2 separate regions of the Ovis aries genome follow, and region 2 is linked to region 1. Evidence: chromatin contacts called from public Hi-C data. All regions are on one chromosome and are shown on one strand. The core of a region is the stretch at or near the end of the contact, and the rest is flanking DNA. Distances in the headings are between cores, read along the strand shown. Region 1 overlaps HIP1R (huntingtin interacting protein 1 related). Region 2 overlaps KNTC1 (kinetochore associated 1).

What was found. Hi-C and Micro-C count contacts between places; a contact is called where the count stands out from the background.
Region 2: a Hi-C map of hypothalamus shows a contact between it and region 1, with 6 times the contacts expected there. The contact joins two enhancer-like sites. A contact is called at or near these places in 4 of 16 Hi-C or Micro-C datasets (hypothalamus, muscle and tail adipose tissue).

The regions. Positions count from the first base shown.
Region 1 is chr17:52,701,867-52,707,739 of ARS-UI_Ramb_v3.0, forward strand. It overlaps HIP1R (huntingtin interacting protein 1 related), which reads right to left. Exons shown (of 32, transcript XM_027956451.2): 21 at 5,463-5,570; 22 at 5,193-5,329; 23 at 4,847-4,957; 24 at 4,563-4,621; 25 at 4,314-4,344; 26 at 4,166-4,228; 27 at 3,695-3,795; 28 at 3,448-3,553; 29 at 3,235-3,358; 30 at 3,094-3,155; 31 at 2,804-3,007; 32 at 1,510-2,549. The coding sequence ends at 2,505. Among named protein-coding and RNA genes, the nearest start is that of HIP1R, 25 kb to the right of the region's middle. Within about 2 kb of position 3,780, at least 16 of the 54 cell types and tissues checked have an H3K27ac peak or open chromatin away from gene starts, as enhancers often do. A contact at or near this core is called in hypothalamus, where this site is marked.
Region 2 is chr17:52,887,712-52,893,584 of ARS-UI_Ramb_v3.0, forward strand. KNTC1 (kinetochore associated 1) reads right to left here. Exons shown (of 61, transcript XM_060401137.1): 61 at 4,401-5,850. The coding sequence ends at 5,730. Among named protein-coding and RNA genes, the nearest start is that of HCAR2, 53 kb to the left of the region's middle. Within about 2 kb of position 3,655, at least 19 of the 54 cell types and tissues checked have an H3K27ac peak or open chromatin away from gene starts, as enhancers often do. A contact at or near this core is called in hypothalamus, where this site is marked.

The DNA of each region.
Region 1 (5,873 bases), core at 2,530-5,029:
CTCAAGGTATGTCAAGAGGATAGCACGTTCCCTCCTCCATCAGAAGGTGCCTTTGGGGTCTGGGCTGCCCTGCCAGCGCCTCAGAGCAGGGCACTCAGGGTGCCCTCTGGGTTCAGGCCAGCCGCTGGGAGCTCTGGTGAGGACGTTGTCTGCTGATTTCAGGTAGACTAGAGCTCCAGAGGCTCACCCACAGGTGTTCGGAGGGGGCCCGTGGCAGCATCGTGCGCTGCTGGAGGGTGGCAGGGGGAACCTCGGGCTGTGGCCCCAGGCTGAGCTGCGCCGCGGCCTCTGTGCCCCTGGGAGGAGCTCAGGCGTGCGAGCGCTGGAGCCACCACACGGAAGCTTCCCTATCGCTGTCTGCATGAAACAGACGGCGTTCCCTTCATGGTGCTGAGGGTGTCGAGGAAACGCGGTGGTTTTCCTGTGAGAGGGCGGCTTCTGCTGAGAAAGCAACTTGCTTTTGTTTACAAGAATGTCTGATGGCTTTCTCTTTGCCCGGTGGTTGCTAGGAAGCTTACAGGCAGATCTGTAGTCTACCCTCAGCGGGCTGGACAGTGCACTTCGCTCCTCCTCGCAGCCCCATCTGATCTCTCCCCCTCTGGGCCAGGGCCCAGCCCCAGCCAGAGTGGGAGGTGGTGTGCTCACTGGTGGGGGCTCCACGGAAAGGTGTATCCGCTGGGGTCCTGAGTGTAGTCAGCACGCACGCTTCTGCACTGGTTTAGATTTGGTGCGAGAACCGGTGCGTCGGTCTGTTGGCTGAAACCATCTCCCTAGCAGACGGTCAGACGCTGTTCCCTCCCTGTGCCCTTCCAGCTCGCCGGAGCCCTTTCTCACCTGACCTCACCTGCCCCTCGCACCTTGTGGTCAGGAAACCACAGCCCCGGAGCAGGGTGCTTGCAGGAGGCCACGGGGCACAAGCCACCCACCCAAGGTGACCTGCTTCTCCCCCGACCTGCATCGTCCTTGGGTTCCCCAAGTGCTGGCGGCCAGTGGGGAGGCCATGGTTTCTGAGACAGCTGGCCAAGGCTGTGCCCAAGGTGCTGCTGGGGAAGGTGGGTGCAGCCCACTGCACTCTGCGGAACCTCGACACCCAGTGAGTTCCCCAGTTTAAAGACTCCATGTCGCCACTACAGTCAGCTGCAGCCAGGAGTCAGGCTCACCACCATGCTCAGACGTGCAGCATTCAGGTGAAAGTCTCAACTGCCAGGAATCGGCCTCACCCCTCCCTTTCTGAAAGGGGTACAGCTTCCCACAGGGCTGGGTGGGGGCCTCTGGCTGGGAACAGAGGCCTCTTAGGGAAAAGCCCTAAGACTCAGCAAACAGGTGCCCCAGAGTCACAGCCCTCCCCTTGGGAAACGAGTTGGACACCTCTTGGCAGAAAAAGCACCAGCAAGGCTTTCTGTAGCCCCGAGTGCTCCACTGCACAGACTCAGTGGGCCCCTTCCCTCCCGAGTGTCCTGGCCACAGAGAGATGAAGCACCAGACGCGGCCCCTCACGGGGGCCAAGGGTGACAACAGTCAGTGCGTTTTATTGCCAGTAGGACCCTTCAACACAAGGAAATAACTACACGCAGAGCAAACCGAGCTGCTCCTGGTGCTCCTCTCAGACCTGGGGTCTCCCCCTTTCCCAGGAGGAGGGGGGTGGCAGGGGAGCACACTCATCCAAACGCTCCCCTTCCTGGGGAGCAGGAGGTACTTTTGATCCAGAGTGGGCAGGTGGCTCCTGGCTTCTGGGCCTTGTGTGGCTGAGCTGGGGAGGCCTCCAGGAAGGCTGGAAGCCTCCCAGGGGTGGGCGCGCCAAAGGGAGGAAGGCGGTGGGCAAGGGGAGAAGGCTCCCGGGCAGGGCCGGCAGATCGGGGGAGTGAACAACAGGAAGGAGGAGGGTCACTGCACAGTCCGGGAGGATGGCAGCACCTGTGGCCAGTGGGTGCGGGGCCCGCCTCTCCCAGGTAAAGGTCACCTCCCTGTGCTGGGCACGCCCCATCACTGACGCCCTAGGGCGAGGCCCAGGGAGAAAGGGGTGATACCCAATCCTGCTTTGCCTGGGGCCATACTAGTCCTGTCTCCCGGGAGCCCACACCCCAAGAGGGCTACAAACAAGTGACCTCTCACCCATCCCCAGCAGCCAGCACGGACTGTGTGCCATTCATCTCTAACCTCAGACCGCAGGTCCAGAGGGCAGGGAGCCGCCCTGCCTTCCAGCGTGCTGAACACAAACTCAACAAAAGGTCTAGCTCAGAATATTCGAAACGCTCTGTGTATTTCCCGAGGAGCTGTGGCTCAGGCTGCTGGGGCCTGGCTTCTCTCAGCAGTCCCTGTTGCAGATAAACAGGCTCTCATCCAGGAGGACAGCCTCGGTCAGTCCTGGGCACGTGGTCAGCCCTCAGCGAGGGCTGGGGGCCAAGGGCTTGGGCACCTGGGGGGCAGCCGGGCCTCTCAGAGGCACCTCAGCCATGAGGCCCAGGTCTCCCGTCAGCCTCCCCGCCAGACCCCTTGGAGGGGGCTTAGTTCACGACTTGAGCTGTGTAGCTGGCATCCTTCTTGTCGAGCTGCAAGAGTCAAAGGTGAGGGGGCTCAATGGCCACCGCCAGGAGTGCAGGACACACCCTGGGTCAGGGCCCCCCTGCACCTCCCGCGGGAAGAGCCCTGGGCCCCTGCCTTGCTCCCCGGAGTGCCGGGCAGCGTGTCTGCTCCCACCCAGTGGTGTCTGACTGACCCCAAGGGCCAGTGCCCCACGGACCCGGGAGCAGATGCCAGGACAGCACCCCAGGGCCCCTCCCATCACCCCCCACCGGCCGGGCACCTGGTGGTCCTGCCTTGGCGCCACGCTGGGCTTCTGGGCCAAGGGCGGCTTCTTGGTCCCGCTGCGGGGGGCGGCGCTGGGCTGGCTGGGCTCCTCCTCGCCCGGTGCCCCTGTGGCCCCAGCCAGCAGGTAGTGCTGCCTCCGCAGCTCCCCGAGCCGCACACGCTCCACCTCCAGTGTCTTCTCCAGCTCCAGGGCCCGCACCTGCAGCCCCGCACAGCAGCTCAGCAGGCTGGGCCCTGCCCCAGGGAGAGGGGACGGGGCGGGGGCAGAGGCGGGAGGGCAGCTACCTGGGTCTCCATCTCTTGCTTCTTCAGCTTGATGAGGGAGAGGCCGGAGAAGTCCATGGTGTCTGAGGGCAGAGCGGGGTGGGTCAGCATCTGCGTGCCTTCCCCACCCCCACCCCACCCCACGAGGACCCCAGCGCCCACCTCTGTCCTCGACCTGCTCCTGGCCCGACTTGGTGGAGGCCACCACGTTGGCGGCCATCTCATTGACGCGGCGCGAGCACTCCTGCAGGCGACTCAGGTGGGGGCTGTGCTTGTCGGCCTTCACCTGGGGGGCGTGGGGGGCTCAGGGATGGCTCAGGGATGGGCCCACCGTGTGCACCACCACCCCGCGGTCAGTCTCCAGGGGAGCCTCACCTTGGAGGCCGCCACCAGCTGGGCTGTGCTGGCTGCGATCTCGTGAGAGCAGACGATGAGCTCCTCGTACTTGCCCGTGTGCAGCACCACTTTGTCCGCCGACTCCCTGGGGGCAGAGGCCGGGGGGAGGGATATGGCCTGGGTCTCCGACCCCCTGGACAGCCAGGCACCCCCACGCCCCCTCCCCAAACCCTGAGCACCCCCACCTTGCCCCCTCCACCCCACCCCCAGACCTGGGGCAACATACACCAATTGGGTGGCTCCCCAGCCCACAGCCTTGGAGGCAGAGATCAGGCCTTCCGTCCACCTTGAATTCTTGGCATAAAATTCCTGCTGCGTGGCTGCCCCCTAGTGGTGACAGGAGGACAGGGCGGACCAGTCAAGGATGTCACCAGGGGGACACCAGATCCCCAGGGGTGAGCCCTTCTCCCGTCACCCAGCCACAGGGGCGCACCCCTGGGCTGTGGTTCCTAGGCACGCTGCAGGCCCTGGGGGAGGACCAGCTGCCGCCACTCTGCACACTGCAGGGGTCTCACGCCCAAAAGGAGCCCTGGGGGGAATCTTAAACCACGGGGTGATTTGGGACAAAGAGGGCTCTGGAGTCAGGCCCCTTGCAGGAATCTGTCCTCGATGGCTGAGCTGTGCAGCCTGCCCACTAAGGAAGGGGCCCCACCTGGCTCAGCCAGGGATGCCCCATCCCACCAGCAGCCCAGCTCACCCTGCCACTCTCCACGATCTCCTTCTGCAGGCTGGTGGATGTTGTCACCAGGAGCCGGATGGCCTGCCAAGATCAAGACACAAGTCACCCTTGGGCGGCCCTGCCAGGTACAGAGCCCGCCCAGCCTGGGTCTCAGCCAGCCACTCACCTTCATCAAATCCGTGCAGGAGTTGAGGATCCTGGGAGGAGCAGGAGGGACGGGGAACGAGGGAAAAGGGTCTGCACTATGGCCCTGGAAGCCACGGGGAGCCAGGGAGCTCGGCCTGGCCTTGTGGGCACACAGCAGGTGGGGCCACAGGGCAGGGTGTGCAGTCAGAGGGGCATAACCCACCTCCCCAGATCCGGGAAAACTGAGGAACCCGTCCCGGGGAGACTGGGAGGCACAAGTGGGGCTCACCTCTCATTCACCTCCAGCTTCACCCCAGAGCTGGCATGGCGGGCCTGGTTCATCATGTCCTACACCCAACAATAAGATCTTTGAGTGGGCTGGGAGGAGGGCAGCATGCGACGAAGGGGGACACCGGCGCTGGCCAGCCCCTACCACCCCACCAGCCACAGAGCCTCGGCGGGAGAGCCAGGCCCCAGCCGCCCCTCACCTCTGACCTGCAGAGGCTGGCGGGCCCTCCCGCAGAGGGAGGCGCACCCGGGGCTCCTGCCCCTGCCCCCGCCCCTGGTCCTCACCTCGATCCTCCGCACCGCATCCTCAATGGCCGCGGATGTGGCCGCCATCTCCTTGTCCACCATAGCCCCGAGCTCCTCCTGACGCACGTCCAGGCTCTTGGGCTTCAGCTCCTGGGGGACGAGGCATCCGGGAGTCAGGCAGAGTGGATGGATTCTGCCCCGGCTGCCCTACAGAGCCTGGGGGCCAGCCTGGGGCAGTGCTCTTTCCCCAACCTGTGCCCCGCAGCGGCAGGCCCTGCACTTAAGCCCTTGGCTCAGCCCAAGCTGGAAGGAGATGTGGAGAAACTGGGGAGCCAGTTCCACCATCCTCCTCTGACCCTGGCCCACGCTCCGCTGCCCGCCTCACCTGGCCCAGCTGGAGGATGCCCTGCAGGGGGGTCCGCACCAGGCCAGGCCGGGCCTGCAGCAGGGCCTGTTGTTCCTGCAGCTGCCCCACGAGCTCCAGCGCCCGGGCCCCACACTCCCTGCAGGTGTCAATCAGGCCTGGGGCGGGGGAGAGGGCTGTAAGGGGGGAGCCCTGGACGAGCCTGGCCTGGCCTGACGCCAGGACCTCTCTGCAGCCACCCCCTTCCCAGGTCCACAAGGACCACGTGTAACGCGCGCCGGGCCCACTTACGGTCAGCAGGGTCGGTGGGGGCCAGGTGGGAGGTGGCGCTGCCGTGGACGATGGTATCCGCAGTCAGGTGCGAGAACCGGGTCAGGGCCGCCACGAGGCCAGAGGCGTCTGCTTGGGGAGGACGACACACCCTAACGCTGCTGCCTCAGAGCCAGGCCTGGTGCTGCCTCCCCTGCCCAAGAGCCCCAAGGGCCCCAGCAGCCCAGCTCCCAGAGTGCGGTGGGGAGCGGGGCAGGCCCAGGTCACGCAGCTACAAAGCAGCAGAGCAGGAACCAAACCAGGGTCTGTGGGACCCCAGGCCCAGAGGGTGGGTTGGCTCCAGGGTGTGGCTCCCTGAAGAGGTGGCCCGCAGGCAGCAATGGCCGGTGGGCACCACAGCCTGTGGCCTCTGCCCCCTGCCCCGCCCTGTCC
Region 2 (5,873 bases), core at 2,405-4,904, 190 kb after region 1:
CTCTTACTGGTCTGCTATGGTCTAGAAAATGGTTCTTTCTGTTGCTTCTTTCCATATCTAGAGCTACACTATTACAATCGTTGATCTTGTAGAACAATATTATCCATCATCTCAAAGTCACCTAGTCATCATTCATTTTATCTGAGGACCAATCACACATTTGGCCATGCAAGAAACAATAATCTTGTGAATTAGGCAGAATACATATAATATAGCTAGTAACATCAATAAGGTCATAAGCATTTAAGTTAAAAAATTCCATTAGGTGTGGCCCAGTATTTTCCCAGGTCGTCTGACCAGTCTGTACTGAACCAATCATTATAAGGAAACCAATATATTGGCATTTTACATAGCACTCACTGAAGATATCTGCACATACGATGTGAGTGGTGGGTCATCATGACACTTTATAGGACTGAGAAAGGAATGGTATCTTCTAGTTACATGGCTAGTGCCAGAAGAAAAATTGGGTTTTATGGCTGAGCGGGTATTTCTGCCACAGGGTAGGTCTGGTTGATGCATAATGATGCGCAGTGCATACTGGAGGGGAGGGAGGAGGCCAACACAAGCAGATAAAGTTTCGTTTCAATGTTTCTTGTCTTAAAATGTAATTTTTGGGGCAGTGCTACATGGGCATGTGGGGATCTTAAGTCCCCGACTAGGGACCAAACCAGCACCCCTGCAGTGGAAGCATGGAGTCTTAATTACTGGACCACCAGGAAGTCCCAGAATATAAAATTTTTAAAGTTTCATCAAGATCTTTGTCTACTGACATGCTTGGTGGTGCAGTGGATATATGCGCCTGCCAGTATGGGGGACACGGGTTCGATCCTTGGTCTGGGAGAATTCCACATGCCTCGGAGCAATTAAGCCTGTGTACTACAACTACTGAGCCCATGAGCTCTCAGGCCCATGAGCCACATCCACTGAGCCTGAGTTTTTAGAATATGCTTAGAGAAGGGGATGGAGAATGGCTGTATGGAGATGAGTGGAAAATAAAAATAATGGTCATGGCTAATAAAAATACAATAGATATAATAATAAAAAAGATCCTAATTATGTATTTGAACTTAAATTCAAATATATTTCAGTTCAGTCACTCAGTCGTGTCCGACCCTTTGCAACCCCATGAACCGCAGCATGCCAGGCTTCCCTGTCCATCACCATCTCCCGGAGTTCACTCAAACTCATGTCCATCAAGTCGGTGATGCCATCCAGGTATCTCATCCTCTGTCGTCCCCTTTTCCTTCTGCCCCCAATCCCTCCCAGCATCAGAGTCTTTTCCAATGAGTCAACTCTTCGCATGAGGTGGCCAAAGTACTGGAGTTTCAGCTTTAGCACCTTTCCTTCCAAAGAACACCCAGGGCTGATCTCCTTCAGAATGGACTGGTTGGATCTCCTTGCAGTCCAAGGGACTCTCAAAAGTCTTCTCCAACACCACAGTTCAAAAGCATCAGTTCTTCGGTGCTCAGCTTTCTTCACAGTCCAACTCTCACATCCACACATGACCACAGGAAAAACCAGAGCCTTGACTAGACGGACCTTTGTTGGCAAAGTAATGTCTCTGCTTTTCAATATGCTATCTAGGTTGGTCATAACTTTTCTTTCAAGGAGTAAGCATCTTTTAATTTCATGGCTGCAGTCACCGTTTGCAGTGATCTTGGAGCCCCCCAAAAATAAAGTCTGACACTGTTTCCACTGTTTCCCCATCTATCTGCCATGAAGTGATGGGACCAGATGCCATGATCTTAATTTTCTGAATGTTGAGCTTTAAGCCAACTTTTTCACTCTCCTCTTTCACTTTCATCAAGAGGCTTTTTAGTTTCTCTTCCCTTTCTGCCATAAGGGTGGTGTCATCTGCATATCTGAGGTTATTGATATTTCTCCCGGCAATCTTGATTCCAGCTTGTGCTTCTTCCAGCCCAATAGCAAAAAACCACTTCATGGGCATATTAAAAGCTAACCTGTGGGCTTACCTGGTGATATAGTGGTTAAGAAACTGCCTGATGATGCAAGGGCCACGGGGGTTTGATCCCTGGTCTTGGAAGATTCCACATGCTGAGGAGTAACTAAGCCCTTGCATGACAACTACTGAGCCTGTGTGCCTAGAGCCTGTGCTCCTCAACAAGAGAAGCGGCTGCAATGAGAAGCCTAAACACTGCAACGAAGAGTAGACCCTGCTCGCCTCAACTAGAGAAAGCCTGAATGCAGCAACGAAGACCCACCACAGCCAAAAAATAAAATAAGCTTAAAAAATAAAAAAGCTAACCTGCTCCCTATCAGAACTTGTGTGCATGTCTATTCATCTTCCACCAACTTGACATGATTCCTAATCTAAAATTATTTTATTTTATTGTATTGACGGATAACTGACATGTAATAATAGTTTCAGGTGTACATAACTCATTATTTGTATATTTGATGAAGTGATCACCACAATAAATCTAGTTAACATCCAGAACTTTACTCTGAACAATGAAACCAGTGTTAAGATGGAGAAAGAAATCCTTTTTAGCCCAGCTTGAGCCCAGGAAGTGCAGGCGTTCCCAACCCCCTGGGCCATGGACCAGTACCGGCAGGTGCCCTGTTAAGAACTAGGCCACACAGCAGGAGGTGAGCAGCGGGCGAGCAAGTGGAGCTTCATCTATATTTACTGCCACTCCCTATTGCTCGCATTACTGCTTGAGCGCAAGAAAACAAGCTCAGGGCTCCCACTGATTCTGCATTATAGTAAGCTATGTAATTACTTCATTATACATCACAATGTCATAATAATGAAGCGCACAATAAATGTAATGTGCTTGAATCATCCCGAAACCACACCCACTCCCCAACCCCCATTTGTGGAAAAACTATCTTCCACAAAACCAGTCCCTGGTTCCAAAAAGGTTGGCGACTGCTGATGAAGCGGAACGGTCATTTCCATTTGTTACGTTCTAGTGCCACCACATGACCCTTTTGTTCCTTGCACATTTATGCCCAAGAATAACAATCACAGGCTCTACTTGTGAGCTCAGCCTTATAATTACAGTTTTCTTAAGGATTAATCACATAGATGCTAAAGAAATACAAACGTAAATACCGAGACACTATTTTCACTGATCAAATTAGCAAAAAGTTTTAAAAAGAAAAACTGCCCACCTTTTGGGAGGATGCAGTAAAGGAGACATCTGTTTCTGGTAGGAATAAGGTTTCGTGAAGACCTTTGGAAATCACAGTAGGTGATGGAACCAGGGGGGTCAAACCCAGACTTGTTATTTATCCAAAACCCATGTTTTTAATCGTATTACGTTGACTTTCCTATACAGAAACATTTTTCTCAACAAGCCAAACAAAGGCAAATGAATTCTAGTATTATCAGCTCCAGTTTATTCACAAGTAGAACCAAAAGAAGTGTGATTAACATTTCTGTGTGCTGGGTGGAAGGTTTGCAGCTTCACGCAGCCCTTCCAGCCAGCTTCCTTCCTGTCCTGCCAGGGGCTTACAGCCTGCAGCCTTCATCTCTCAGGCTCCTTGCCAGATGGCTTCTGTTTAGCTCTGTCATTTCTTGGCACAGGCACGGGAATTAGAAGGTTGCTGAAAGCAAAATGCTGCTGTTTTTTTTTGCCTACTGGAGGGGGGGCTTGGCAGTGCAGCACTAGCGGAGGATAACCAAGGGCTGCAGGGGCAGCAGTGCCAGGGGGAGGAGGCTCAGTCTCTGGAACAGCAGCATCCCCGGCTCAGAGCCAAAGCAGCTTCTTCTCTTTTTTTTCCCACTTTATGTGCTGCTGCAGAATCTTAGTTCCCAGACCAAGGATGGAAGCCGAGCCCCCTGCATGGGAAGCACTGAGTCTTCACCACTGGACCGCCAGGGAAGTCCCCAAAGGCAGGTTCTGATGTTAGGCTAATAGCCCCTTCCCTTTGGCTTCTCCAGTGCCCCTTCTTCATCTCCCTTTTGCCTTTCAGTCCTCTTGACACCTTTGTAATCAGTTCCTGACACTCAATCCTTCTCCGCTTCAACTATCTAGAGTGGTTTCTGTACATCTGGCTGGCCACTGATGGATACACACGGCAGCAAAGATTATAGACATATTTACTCGAATGACTATCAGTTAAAAAGACTGATATTCTGGGACTTCTCTGACGGTCCAGTGGTTAAGACTTCAGCTTCGAATGCAGGTGACATAGGTTTGATCCCTGGTCGGGGAGCTAAGATCCCACAGGCCTTGTGGCCAAGAAACCAAAACATAAAACAGAAACGATATTGTGACAAATTCAATAAAGACTTAAAAAAAAAAAAGAAACTGATATTCTTATTTACATAGGTGGAAGAGAAGGATGTAAGCAGTTGCTTTACTTATTGGGAGAACAAAATACTTTTCTTCATATAGAGTACAAAAAAACAGAGTCTCTACAAGTTATGCACGTAACTGGCAAGGAAAAGATTTATTAATTTGGGACATGAGTTGTTTATCAGGCAGTTCTGCTGTTATTAAGCATCTTAGTTATTACTTCTTGGGGAATATTTGACAATAGCTATTGCACACAGATTGCACAATTTAAAAACTGTAATAAATAGTGTCAGTTATTAACAGATTCCAAACTTCTTGTTCTTCTTGAAAAAACTTTGATCTATTAGGATCCATTAAACATCTAAATGGGAAGAAACACAAGCATTTTTATGAGTGTCAGTGTTTTAAACAGAAAATTGTTTGACAAACTACAGAAAAGGCTTAACTATATTGCTAAAAATCTATGTATGAGGTTATTTTGCATTTTAGACAACTATGATCAGAGAAAAACAGATACATTCTAAGGGCCACAAACTTGCCTCCTGAATCAATACTCTCCCTTTTTGAAAAAAGTAATCTTACGCCATTGATCACAATAGACTGGAAATGAACAAAGGAAGTTACTAATGGATGTTAACAAAATGTAGGCTAAATATTTTAATATGCTTGATCTGGACCAATGGAAGAAAAAACCACAATAACCTAATTATGTTTACTAAAACTACCAAAACAAGATCAAAATGAAAAATTTTACCTTATACTTAAGTTCAGAACAAGACTAAAAATGATTTATGTGCGGTTTTTATACACAAAAGCATTTGGGAGAATGCACATGAACATGTTAACAGTGATCTTATCTCTGGTTCCTGAGATTTCAAGTGTTCAGTTTTTTTGTTATTATTATTGTTTTCTCCGGCAGATTTTTGTTTTTCTATACTGGACATATATGTCTTAGCTAATTAAAGAAAAAGAAATAAAAGTGATGGAAACTCCAGCACAACATTAATCAATGTGCTTTGAAATTTAGTTTGGTGATCCAGTGGTTAGGACTCTGTACTTGCACTGCCGTGGGCCCGGGGTTCAGTCCCTTGGTGGGGAACTAAGATCCCACAAGCTTCGAGGTGCAGCCAAATAAGTAAATACAATAAAACTTGGTTTGTCACCTGCTCCTGTATTAAAAACAAGACTCCACAAGGAGTCGTGATTCTTGAGAGCACCTGAAAGGCTGGGAGGGCCAGATCTGAAAACCACAGGCCACTCAGGTACAGCAACTGGCCTGAGGCCAAATGGCTGCTTCCTGGCACAAATGAGTAGAACCAAGGCCTTTGATTCCGAGTCTGGGACTCTGTCACACAAAAAGTGAACTGTGAAAATACAGGCAGTTGCACATAAAAATACATCTATCTTCAGAACAGGCTGGCTCAATATCAAGACCCTAGAAATAGAAATGGTGTCAGGTTAAAACCCAGTAACTCGGGCCAGATTTACCTTCAGAGTTTCACAGGGAGTGGTGCCTGGTGGTATGGGCTTCCCACAATGCTTGTAATATTCAGTTATAAAGACTGAAGCGTCATCTAAACTATGAAACCAAAGAGAAGAAGG